Regions from separate parts of the Mus musculus genome. Here region 2 is linked to region 1. Evidence: chromatin contacts called from public HiChIP or PLAC-seq data. All regions are on one chromosome and are shown on one strand. Each heading gives the region's core, a stretch centred on a gene start, on an enhancer-like site or on the middle of the called end of the contact. The rest is flanking DNA. Distances are from core to core; before and after follow the strand shown. Region 1 holds the start of Itpka (inositol 1,4,5-trisphosphate 3-kinase A). Region 2 overlaps Tmem87a (transmembrane protein 87A).

Region 1 (5,861 bases), core at 1,041-3,540:
GGACCGCTCCTGCAGCCTCCCGGAGGAGACCCAGGGTGGGAAAGGAAGATGATTTGCAGGGAACAGCTAGCTTGGGCTTCTCTTGGATGTCCTGACCCCTGCCGGAGCTACCTACACTGGACCCAGATTTAGACTGCAAGTCCTCCTCCACACAGCCTCTCCCTGAGCAATTAGGGGGTCCTGGCGGGCGGAACAGGGAAGCGGGTGTGCCTGCGCCCTAGCCCGGGTCCTCCCAGCTCTCACCGGTCGCGCCCTTCACAGGGGCCCGCCTCTCCGTGTCAGAGATTAGAGCAGGGGAGTGGCAGATCTACGGTACAGGTTCTTCAGAGGTCCTCCCACTGCTCACAAGTCACAGTATTGGGGAAGCCTCGGCCTCGGCGACATTCGCCTCAGTACCTAGTCTAGAGTCGCCCCAAGAACGACCACCGTACCGGATCGTACGGTGTCAGGACGAAAGGCACAGAGGACTCGTGACTGAGCCCCCGCACCTACACCTGATGACGGGAAGTGGGGGGACGACATCCTTGCTGTGAGTCCCCCACCCTCTTTTCTCTTTTGTATTGCAAGTCTCTGAGTCACAGTGCCACTTCGAGTCGTTACACTGCCTCCCTCGGTCCAATCCTAGTGTGCAGGGATGCCAGGTTCCAGAAGGCCCAGGCCACACCTCGGCGCTCTTCTCAAGGTGTCTAGGCAACCTGGGCGCGCGTCTTACTCTCGAAGTCGCCAGGACGCGGCCTTCAGGGCAGAGCGGGGCGTTCCCGGTTTTTTTCTCTCTCTCTTTCCACTCGAGGAACGCTTGCGTAAAATGCATCTAGAGCAACGCTGCACAGTCCACAGGCAGTTAGTTTAGTTATCTGGCCATGGTTAAAACAAGGGAGATTACTGACACAAGAGGATCGCAGGTTCAAGGCCCGAATAGGCTATAGACTGTGTTTCACTGTAACTTGGCAATTTAGTGTCAAGAAAAGAGGGCTAGGATGTAGCTCAGTGGTGGTTGTGCTTGCCTACTGTGTTTGAGGCCCTGAGTTCAACCTCCAGTCAAGGAGGGCCATACCACGAATAATGACTTCACCTCACACTGGCTGGTGATAGCTGCCGGTTAAATTGGCCCGGGAACATTCACATTGCCATACAGAGACTAGCAAGCTCTTGTCAGCCTCAGTTTACCTTTCCCAGGACACTTAGGAGCAGTAGGCCAGGGCGAGGAGGGGGGACGCAGCAGGTGGATCTTGGTTCCGCTCGGTTCTAGCCCTGCGCCCCTCCCTTCCCGCATCCACGCCTCGTGCGCGCGCGGGGAGCAGACGGCAGCGGCTCCGGAGCAGAGCCAGGAGCTCCGCTCCACTCCCACTCAAGAGAGGGAAACCGTGGCAACGGCGGGGGTGGGGCCGCGGCACCGAGAGGGGGAGGAGAGGGAAAAGCTCACGCGCCCCTTTTTCTCTCAGGGCTCCCGGGGCAAGGCTACCCCGCTCTGATCTCTCCAGCCCTACCTGACAGTTACCCAGGTACGCCAGCCGACCCGCCGGCTCCCGCTCCGTGGGTCGCGTACTCCTCAACCTCCTTTAGACGCCCAGGCACTCAGTTACCATCGCCTGCCTAGCCCCCGAAAAAGAACCAAGGCGAGAGGTCGTCCTGGGCTCCCTCTCCGCCCCCATGCCCCCTGTCCCCCGCTTGGGCTCTCGGCGGGGAACGCAAGCCGGTCAGAGCAGAGCAGAGAGCGGAGTCCCCGGCGCGCAGCCCCCGCTGGCCCCGCCCCCGCGGCCCGTACCTGCCCCACGTCCTCGCTGGTTTCCAGCTGCACGTTGCCGCGGCTCCTGCTCTCACTGTCGCTCAGCAGATCGTCCTCCGAGTCCTCGAGCAGCGACGAGGAGCCGGTGGAGGAGAGGGACGAGGTGGAGAGGCGGCGTGGCTGCTGCAGGTGCGACCCCGCAGCTGGGAGCCAGTTCCCCTCCTGGTCTGGCGGCCCTGGGCTGGCCGGGGTCACATCCTCCTCGCTTGTCACAGTGAGCTGAGGGATCACCGGGGCAGGGGCAGCACGCGGGAGCCCGTTGGGCACTTGTCCCCCACGCCGCTTGGCCCCGCGGGCCCGGGGCTCCCCTGCGGCTGCTGCAGCGGCGACTGCGGCGCAGCGCGCTTCGAAGAGCAGGCGCAGCTCCCCGACGCTCCGGCGCGGAGCCCTCTCCAGCCCGGGGCTGCAGGGCCCCGCGCCCCGTGGCCGCGCCATGCCCGTCGGGCGCCCGGGCAGGGTCATCTCCCGGCACCGGAGCCGCAGCCGAGCCCACCAGCCCGCGGCGCGGCGGGGACTGTAGACGCTCAGCGCCCCGGGCTTGGGACTGCCCCGGGGCGGAGCCTCGGCAACGCCCGCCCGGCCGCGCCCCGCCCCGGCCGCGCCCCCCGCCCACTCCTTTCACTTTCTGAGAAAGCGCGGGCCTCCGGGGGCCCTCGCTGCTGCAGGAGGCTTGCAGTGTCCCGAGTGTAACGTGGAAGTCCCAGGTCCGGCCCCCGCCTTATCTCTAGACCTGCCCTCAAGGTGGCAGAAGGGACCTGCCCCGCACCTGAGCCCAGTGCCCTCCCGCGGCTTTTGAGGGATTCCTTCAATGGGAACCAGAGGTCTTAATCTGCACAGGAAGAAGCTGTGCCCATTCTTTCACTCGCTTCCTCGGGCTCCTTTCCGTGTTCCAACCTTCCTGGTCAAAGTCTTTTGAGTCTCTGGGGCTTTTCTCTGGCCTGGGCCCCTTAATTCGGAGTTCAAGGCCGTCAGCCACCCAAGGAAGCCACACCTCAAGGAGTGTGCCCAACTAGAGTCTGTGGCCAGGGTCGAGCTGAGACTGCTCCCCACCCCCACCCCTCGAAGCTCTCCACTTCCCAGCGGGCAGAGAACAAGGTCAAGAGGCGGAGTCTGACTCTCTCCAAGTATCACAGCCGGTGGTGGCCTGCATTTCCACCGCCCCTCTCCAGCCCCCCACTAGCTGTTTCTTCTCCTCCTCCCCCTCCTGCCCCTTTGGAGCTTTGTGGTTTCAAAAGGAGTCCTTTCGCCTCTCTGAACTGCTGAATCTCCTTCGTCGCGGAGCTGCAGGGTTGCTCTGAGAGTAAAATTTTAGAGATGGGTGTTGAGTGCGTAGCTCAGCGGTAGAGCACTTGCGTAGTACGCGACTAGAACTGGATTCCATGCCCAGCATGAAAGGAACGAAAAAGTCTTGGTGCTCCAAAAATGCGAGTGTTTTTTAGTGTTGTAATAGACAGCCAGTGTCTCGGGCCACCCTATCTTGGCTCACTCCTTCTATCCATCTCCCTATCTGTAAACAGAAGAAAAACTTCACACGGCCTAGAGTTATGGCTGCATACTGAAAAGAGAACACCGATGTAGAAGTTCAGACACTGGAAATCCTTCTTGTCATCTCTGAATGGGTCTCTGGCCTCTGCTTGCAGGTGCTCAGCTGAACTTCAAGGCTACTGTGAGCAGAAGCCAGACTTGTCTGCCTTCCCCTAAAAGAATTGAGGGTCCTGTCATGGAACACCTAGAACAACAACCCTGGGATTGCTGGGGCAAGCCCAGGGTTAAGTATGAGACTTGCCTTTTCTCTCTTCAGCCAGAAGTTAAGAGGGAGGAGGAGAACCTTTCGCAAAGAGAGAAGATCTCTAGATGACTGACTGATAAAGGGAGAAGTTGGGGGGGGGTGTTTCCAGGGGCGGTGGCTGCTTGTAGCCATGGGATCTCCAACTGCATGCCAGAGTAATGGGGAGGCTTTGACAGCCCAGGTCATCACAGTGCCTGCAGCTGCCACTCAGCTTCTGTATAGATTTTGGAATTAAAAAAAAAAAAAAAAAAGGAGGAGGAGGAGGAGGTGTGTGGGAGGAATGAAAGCAAAAGAGAAAGGAAACCACAGTCTGAACACTTGCTTCCTCCTTGGAGAAGTGAAGAAACAGCATGGACTCCTGGAAACGTTTTCTGGGGCAGAGGTGTGCATGTCTGAGTGTTTGAGCCCAGAGCTATGCCAGCTTGTAGCAGGGAATCTCAGAGGGTAGACTGGGACCTGACAGAGGAAAATAGGAAGAGGGAGGAGGGAGCATGTTACTGGGTACCTGTGTGCCAGGCAGTGTGTGGACAATGCTGGACTAGTAGGCTGAAGGTCTAGCCTAGCAGCTGAGAGAAATCCCAGAACAATTATTTTTCTTGTATCACGTCCTCACCCAAGTTTAGCAGGAACCAAAGAATGTTGCTGTGGGCCACAGAGAATGTCTATGCTACCTTCTATTAGGCAGAAGGAGAAGGATCAGGGATTCAAGCCATCCATCCATAGTTATAAGCTGGCCAGCCTGGGCTACATGAAACCGTTTCTCAACAATAACAACAGTATGTGCTGTCTAGGTGGATTTTGTTAGATGAATAAGGACAGGCAGAAAACAGAGGGAACTTCCATACTGAGGCAAGGCCTGGATAGGTCATAATAAACTAATAAATAGTAAGCCTCCAAGTCTAGTAATCCTCCTGCCTCAGCCTCCCAATACCAGGGCCTCAGATGTAAGCTAACATACCCAGCTTCCTCCACTTCTTGTTGCTTGAGTAGAAGGGATGTGAAGGAAATCAGTTTATGGAGTGTGTGGGGTGGTGGCCTCCTGTGTGCTGAGAAACAAAAGGTCTGGAAGGGAACAAGGGGCATAGAGCTGGGGCATAGAGGACTATGTCAAGGTTTTGGGGGGTCCTTGAGGGATTGTTCTGAGCTAGGCCACCGAGTCATTCTGCTTTGGCCACAGACCAGCTAACTGTCATAGGAAACAAAGTATCTGGTTTTTGAGACAGAGTCCAGATATGTGGCCTAGGCTGACTTTCTTTTTTCTTTTAAAGATTTATTTATTTATTTATTTTATGTAAGTACAAAGTAGCTGTTTTCAGACACACCAGGAGAGGCCATCTGATCTCATTTTAGATGGTTGTGAGCCACCATGTGGTTGCTGGGGATTGAACTCAGGACCTCTGGAAGAGCAGTCTTAACCATTCTTAACCACTGAGCCATCTTGACAGCCCTGGCTGACTTTCAACCTCCTGAGCGCTGGGCTCACAATCATGTGCCACCACAACCAGCTTTCAACCTGTTTTCTTGAGGCATCTCATGGGTTAGTCCTCCTATACCTTCAAATACTAAGGTGCCTGAGTCCTTTCCCTGTTGCTTAGCCACCTGGACTCAGTATGTGTGAGGGTTATGTCTCTCCTGGAGGTCAACAGCCATGGGACAAAAATATAGGGAAGGAGAGGCCTGGAAATAGAAAGAGCAAAGTAAGGGGTGCATGCGTGTGTGTGTGTGTGTGTGTGTGTGTGTGTGTGTGTGTGTGTGTGTGTGTGTGTGTGCACCTGCTTGTGTGTTTGTGCATGTGAATGTGTGTCTGTGTCTGTGTGTATGCATTAGTGCATGTGTGCACATGCATGTGTGCATGTGAGTGTGTGTGCTTGTACATTTGTGTTCGTGTGTGCATGTGTGTGCACGTGTGTGTGCATGTGTGCGTGTCCGTGTCCCCCCCCCCCCCGCCGCCCCCATGTGCTCAATTTATCTCTATCCTCTGCCTCCACTCCAGGTGCTGAAGCAAAATTACTGCTCACTACCCCCACGTCTATCTGGTCCTGTGCAGTTTCTAAAAGCTTCTTTAAATTAAAAAACAAAACAAAACAAAACAAAACCCTTTATTTTGTGTGTATTGGTCTTTAGCTTGCTTGCCTATCTGTGTACCACATGGGAATCCCCAGTGTTCACAGAGGTCAGAAGAGGGTGTCGGCTCCCCTGGGGTTGGAGTTCCAGACAGTTGTGAGCTGCCTTGTGGGTGCTGATGATCAAACCTATGTCCTCCTTAGAGGACTCTCACTGCTGAGC
Region 2 (5,861 bases), core at 1,142-3,641, 640 kb before region 1:
CCCTTGAATCAGAGGTGTACGTGTTTTGAGAAATTCTTGATTGCTTTTACAACTTCAAATTTATTGACAAGTCTTTTTTTCATCATATTTCTTTGCAAGTATCTCTATTTTTTTTTTACAGTCTTTAATATTGGTAGGCAAAGTGAATCTACATAATCCCAGCAATCAGGGGGTTTGAGGCAGGAGGATCAAGGAGTTCAAGACCATGCTTGGCTACATAGTGAATTTGGGGCCAGCATGGAGTCTTTGAGACCCTGTTACAGAACCCTAGAAATGATGGGTTTGGGTGATGGCTTGGTCAGTAAAGTACTTGTTGCTGTAGCAGAGGGTTCTGAGTTTGTATTCTTAACTCCCAGCTGAAGAGCAGGCCACAGTGGTAAGAGCCACAGTGGTAAGAGCCACAGTGGTAAACCTCTGTAACCCCAGCACAGGAGAGGAGAGTCAGATCCCTGGAACTTGCTGGCCAACCAGCATAGCTGCTGAGAGCCAGATCTGTTTCAAAAAATAAGATGGAAAGTAACTGAGGAAGCTGCCTGACACCAGCCTCTGGCCTCCACACATGTGTGCATGCTTACATATAACATGTGTGTATATCATAAAGAAAACCAAGAATTACATAAATAACAACATTTTTCATATTGCCTTTGTCTTCTTTAGTTAGTTAAATCTCCATGGAATTTTGTTTTGTTTTTGGCTTTGTTAATTTCCCAGACCATTTTACATATTTCATTGATCTTTCTTTGTTTTTGTTTGTTTGTTTGTTTGTTGTTTTTTATTTTGTTTCTTTGAGACAGGGTTTCTCTTTGTAGTTCTGGCTGACCTGGAACTCGCTTTGTAGATCAGGTTGGCCTTGTACTCATGTAGATCCTCCTGCCTCTGCCTCCTGAATGCTGAGACTAAAGACTTATGTTACCATACCTAGCTCATTGACCTTTCTTACTTGACTTTCTTTTAGATTTTTGTGATCCTTGTGTTGAGTCCTTAACTCCCAATTCGCAATGGGCTTTACTTTGCCCTGTAGTGATATGGCGGTATAGCAGATCTAGGTGGACCAGGTAGTGACCTGCTTTAATTTCTGGAACTCAGAATGTATGGTTCTCAACCTTCCTAATGCTGCGACCCTTTAATACAGCTCCTCATGTTGTGCTGACCCCAACCATAAAACTATTCTCATTGCTGCTTCATAACTATAATTTTGCTACTGTTATGTTATGAATCATAATGTAAATATCTGATATTTGACCCCAAAGGGGAGTGCCGCCCACAGGTTGAGAACTGCTGCTCTGGCTTCACACTTTTCTGACAGGTAACAAACAGGCAGAGAAGAGCAGTTGCTGGTATTTCTTTTCAGTTGTCTCAGAGAGGGAGGGGAGAGGCCCACCTCACGCTCAACCCTGACCCTGTCCTTTCTCCTGTTTGACTCTGACTTGTTTCAGTGCTCACAAAGGAACTGCATGTAAACGGGCATGTAAACCTTGTTTTCACGACCAGAGTCCTGCATGACTGTGCTTCAACCTTCTGCACTGTTCTGTCTCCATTCCATCTTGATTCCTGGAAATACTTGTCTTGTTTTCACATTTAATGTCTTTTTTTTTTCTTTTTCTTTTTCTCCTTTTTTGTTTTTTACACATCTGTTGGAGGAAGCACATTAAGGCATGGTTTGATCAACAGTACCACTGGGAAATCTAGAATTGTCTCTGAAAGTTCTCTTCTTTCATTTTTTTTTTCAGTGCTGGGATTAGACCCAGAGCCCACATATGCTATGCAAGTGTTGTACCCAGCCCAAATGTCTTGTTTTGTCTAGCTGTATAGTCTAGGTTAGCCTCAAATTTGCAACAAATCCTCCTGCCTCAGGCTCTCAAATGGGGAGAATATAATTCTGTGTCACCACAGTGACTTCTTTCATCTTCTCATTAAAACTTTTGATGGAGCCTGGCCTCCAAGGCTAGGATTAACGTCATGCACCAGGCCCAGCCAAGTCAGAGTTTGACTTAGCAACTATTTCTAGAATTTTTTCAGCTCTTTTAGTGACAGCTTTTAAACCATCAATCTTTTTGTTTTGTTTTTTTGTTTTTCAAGACACGGTTTCTCTGTGTAGTCCTGGCTGTCCTGGAACTTGTTCTGTAGACCAGGCTGGCCTTGCACTCAGAGACCCACCTACTTTTGCCTCTCAAATGCTGGAATTAAAGATGTGCTCGCTCCTCCACCACCTGGCAATCATCAATCTTTTATTGTAATGTAAAAGATTGGCTCTGACTGGCTGTATGTAGCTGAGCTACCCCAGAGCTCTGGATCTTCCAGAGTCCCGCCAGATACTGGGACTACACACCCATACCACCAGGACTGGCTCAAAACAGTTAATCTTATAATCAGTAGAGTTGCTTCAAGGAGGCAGATTTCTCTGACTCATTTTGTACATAACACATTTTTTGGTTCCTTAAATAGTATTTATTTACTTAGTCAGGTTTTTGCAAAATGTTTGGTACCAAGTTTTGGGAAATGTCAGTTATGTTTTATAAATAGAGCTGTGCTTTGTCAGGACTTGTGTGTATTCTTCTTGGGTTTGTTTTGGTTTTCATTCTTGAGTAGGATTCTGCTTATATAATTAAACTGCCAGATTATTTTTACATCTTATTTTACTAGGAAGGGTGTATTACTTATATAGTTCATTATGAAATTAAAAAAAAATTCTCATTTGAAAGTGACATCCATCTTGCAAGATCATAAAAAAATAAGTAAAAAAGTATTAGGGAATCGTAATGATGGGCAGAAGACAAGAATATTAGGAATGCACTGTAAGAAGTATTATACCAAGAGTGTTTGAATTTAAAGAAGGTGAAATAGCTCTCGATGGATGAATAGCTCTCGGGGATGGCTTTGTGAAGCAGTGCCAGTGAGTGTAGTCTTTACAGGCTGTGAATGTGGAGCTGAGGAGGTCAGCCTGTGCTTACAGTCAGTGCTTACAGGGTGTTGATGATGAGGGGGACCTGAGTCTTGAAAAAATCCATCCAGCCAAATCAACAACTGTAAGAATAAGTCATCATTTTCAAAGGTTACTATATCTAATGCATTTTCCACCATGATTGAAGTACTTAAAAGTGAGTGATGAAACTTTTACTAATTTCATAAAATAAACACTAATTGGGTTTTATTTGATTACTGAATCTATCAAATTAATTGAGATCTGTGTTTTGCCAGTGACTGTTGAAGTAAAGGGTCCCTATGAATACCTTACTCTTGAAGACTACCCACTGATGATTGTAAGTCAACATGTCTTTTTAACCTTGTCAGTAAATTAATATGAAATTGTCTGTTTTGTAGCAGTATCAAGGATTATCCCAGTGCCATTCAGAAAATGCTACTTGAGGTTTTGGTGTTAACTTTTTAAATTAGATTTTCTTATTTTACATTAGGGGTGTAAGTGTTTTGCCTGTTCCGATTGTGTACTATATGAGAACCTCGTGCCGGCAGAGATTAGACAAAGTCATTGGATCCCCTTGAACTACAGTTAAGGTTATTGTGAGCCCCTATGTGCATGCTGGGAACTCAGTCCAGGTCCTCTGCAAGAGCAACAGTTGTTCCTAACCACTGAGACACCTCCCCAGCCCCTAACTTCTTATTAGACAGTGACCTTGAGAGAGTGTATGTAGTCCTGTGGGACCCCTTTATCTGTAGGATGAAATTGTCATGACTTGTGGCCTGGAGAATCTCAGTAGCCCCCTCACAGCATACATTTGGGCTCTAGAACAGTGGATACCCAGCTCTGGGCCCGCTCACAGTGACTGAAGCATGTATCATCATCTTTATATGAGTGTGCAGACCGCATAAGCCTGTGCTGAGGACCTTGTCTGTTTGCAGACTTGTGTTCATGATCCCTCTCTCTCCCTTGCCTTTAGTAGTTTTCCTCTTCAGTTGTGTTTCTTGAGTCATGACTTGTCAGGTCTCTGTTGTCTGCACTGCTGTCTTCACTTTATCACTGAATTCTGAGCTAAAAAGGCCCAATCAGTGCAAGGAGCAGGCACTTTTGAGGACAGTTATTTCTGTAGTCTGCCTCTAGTCTACATCATTCTAGATCTAGACTAGATCATTCTTTCTTATTTATTAGTATTACATGCTAGAGATACAGTTATTTTTCGAAGAGAAGGTAGAGACTGTTTGAGGTTTTTATATTTATTGTATGCTGATTTTAAATCTGAATAATTTGTTCTTGGCTCTAATTCTGCTTTTTATTTCATTCCCAATTGGATAACAGTTTTTCATGGTGATGTGTATTGTGTACGTACTATTTGGTGTTCTCTGGCTGGCATGGTCTGCTTGCTACTGGAGAGATCTCCTGAGAATTCAATTTTGGATTGGTGCTGTCATCTTTCTTGGAATGTTTGAGAAAGCTGTGTTTTATGCAGAATTTCAGAATATCCGATACAAAGGAGAATCTGGTATGTTTTAAAAGGTGCCATTTTAAATTTTTTGTTTATTTTATGTACATGTGTGGGTCCCTGTGCATGGCATGCCTGTGGAGGTCAGAGACCAACATGTGGGAATCAGGTCTCTCCTTTCACCATGTGTGCCCTGGGGATTGAGCTCAGGTAGTCAGGTTTGACATTAGGGACCTTTATCTACTGAACCATCTTACCAGACCCAAAATTCCCCCCTCCTTTAAGTTTTATATTTTTAAATGATCTATATGTGGGTGGATGGATGGTATGTTACATGCACATAAGTGCAGGTGCCTGTGGAGCCAGAGGGATCAGATCCCCAGGGAACCAGAGCGGCAGTTTTGGGTCACCTAGGTGTAGGTGTTGGACACCAAACTCAAGTCCTTTGCAAGAGCACTACAAACTCCTAACTGCTGAACCATGCATTTCTCCAGCCCCAAATTTGCCTTTTTTTGATGCCAGATGAGATGCATACCAGCTTCTCTCAAGTCAGTAGTGGTTATATAGGTCTGCCTTTCAGTTACTTTTAAAATGACCAAAGCAGAGTCATTGCCATTGTGACTTTTCCTTTTAATCTTGGATTTCAGGAGTACAAAATTTTTGTATGATGCAAAAATAATTGTGTTGAAACACAGAAAAGTGGCCCTTTAGGGAACGATTATCATATTTCTTAAAACTCAGTTGTGGTTGATAGCCAAGGCACCCCTAAGAAAGAAAGAAAACATGGCCAATTTAATTGTAAGATGCCACTGATTTCAAGACACATAGATATTTGCACCAGGGTGTTTAAGGGTGCATCTAAGATCTGGTAAAATACAGTAATACAAGAAAATGGGGAGGCTCTTAAGGTTTAGTAAGGTTGACTGGTAATTATAAAAATATTTGGTATGGGCTGGTGAGATGGCTCAGTGGGTAAGAGCACCCGACTGCTCTTCCGAAGGTCCAGAGTTCAAATCCCAGCAACCACATGGTGGCTCACAACCATCTGTAACGAGATCTGATGCCCTCTTCTGGAGTGTCTGAAGACAGCTACAGTGTACTTACATATAATAAAATAAATAAATCTTTAAAAAAAAAATAAATAAAAAAAAATAAAAATATTTGGTATGGTAGTTTATTAAAATAGTTTTAATTTCCTCTCTGACTGTTACTAATTGTTGTTGCAAGATATGCTATAAGGTGTTCCCTGGGTCTTTGAAGAGACTTGAAAACAGATGTAAAGTTGAAAACTATGCACATGCACTAGGATGTGTGTGTGTGTGCTTTTCTGTGTATAGCCATAGTTCAGTTTGGAAGGAAAAAAAAAGGCAGAGAAATTCCCTTGATACTATAAACTTTCTGTATAGGGTAAGATAGTCTGCTTAGGTTTTAGGGAAGTTGGGTGAGTTGATGAATTTCGCACACCTAGACTGTTGTGCACATAAC

Evidence for each region. HiChIP or PLAC-seq counts read pairs in DNA pulled down with a chosen protein or histone mark.
Region 2: an H3K4me3 HiChIP or PLAC-seq map of bone marrow-derived macrophages shows a contact between it and region 1, with 4 times the contacts expected there. The contact joins the enhancer-like site here to the promoter of Itpka in region 1. A contact is called at or near these places in 3 of 39 promoter capture datasets (the 3T3-L1 cell line, hippocampal neurons and liver), 1 of 115 datasets of contacts at active chromatin or transcription factors (bone marrow-derived macrophages) and 1 of 9 other capture datasets (liver).

The regions. Positions count from the first base shown.
Region 1 is chr2:119,738,766-119,744,626 of GRCm38.p6, reverse strand. It overlaps Itpka (inositol 1,4,5-trisphosphate 3-kinase A), which reads right to left and starts at 2,290. Exons shown (of 7, transcript NM_146125.2): 1 at 1,766-2,290. The coding sequence starts at 2,248. Gm25857 (a small nucleolar RNA gene) reads left to right here and starts at 3,671; the gene lies at 3,671-3,799.
Region 2 is chr2:120,378,166-120,384,026 of GRCm38.p6, reverse strand. Tmem87a (transmembrane protein 87A) reads left to right here. Exons shown (of 20, transcript NM_001110496.1): 8 at 3,199-3,260; 9 at 4,253-4,436. Among named protein-coding and RNA genes, the nearest start is that of Ganc, 23 kb to the left of the region's middle. Within about 2 kb of position 2,391, at least 3 of the 459 cell types and tissues checked have an H3K27ac peak or open chromatin away from gene starts, as enhancers often do. A contact at or near this core is called in bone marrow-derived macrophages, where this site is marked.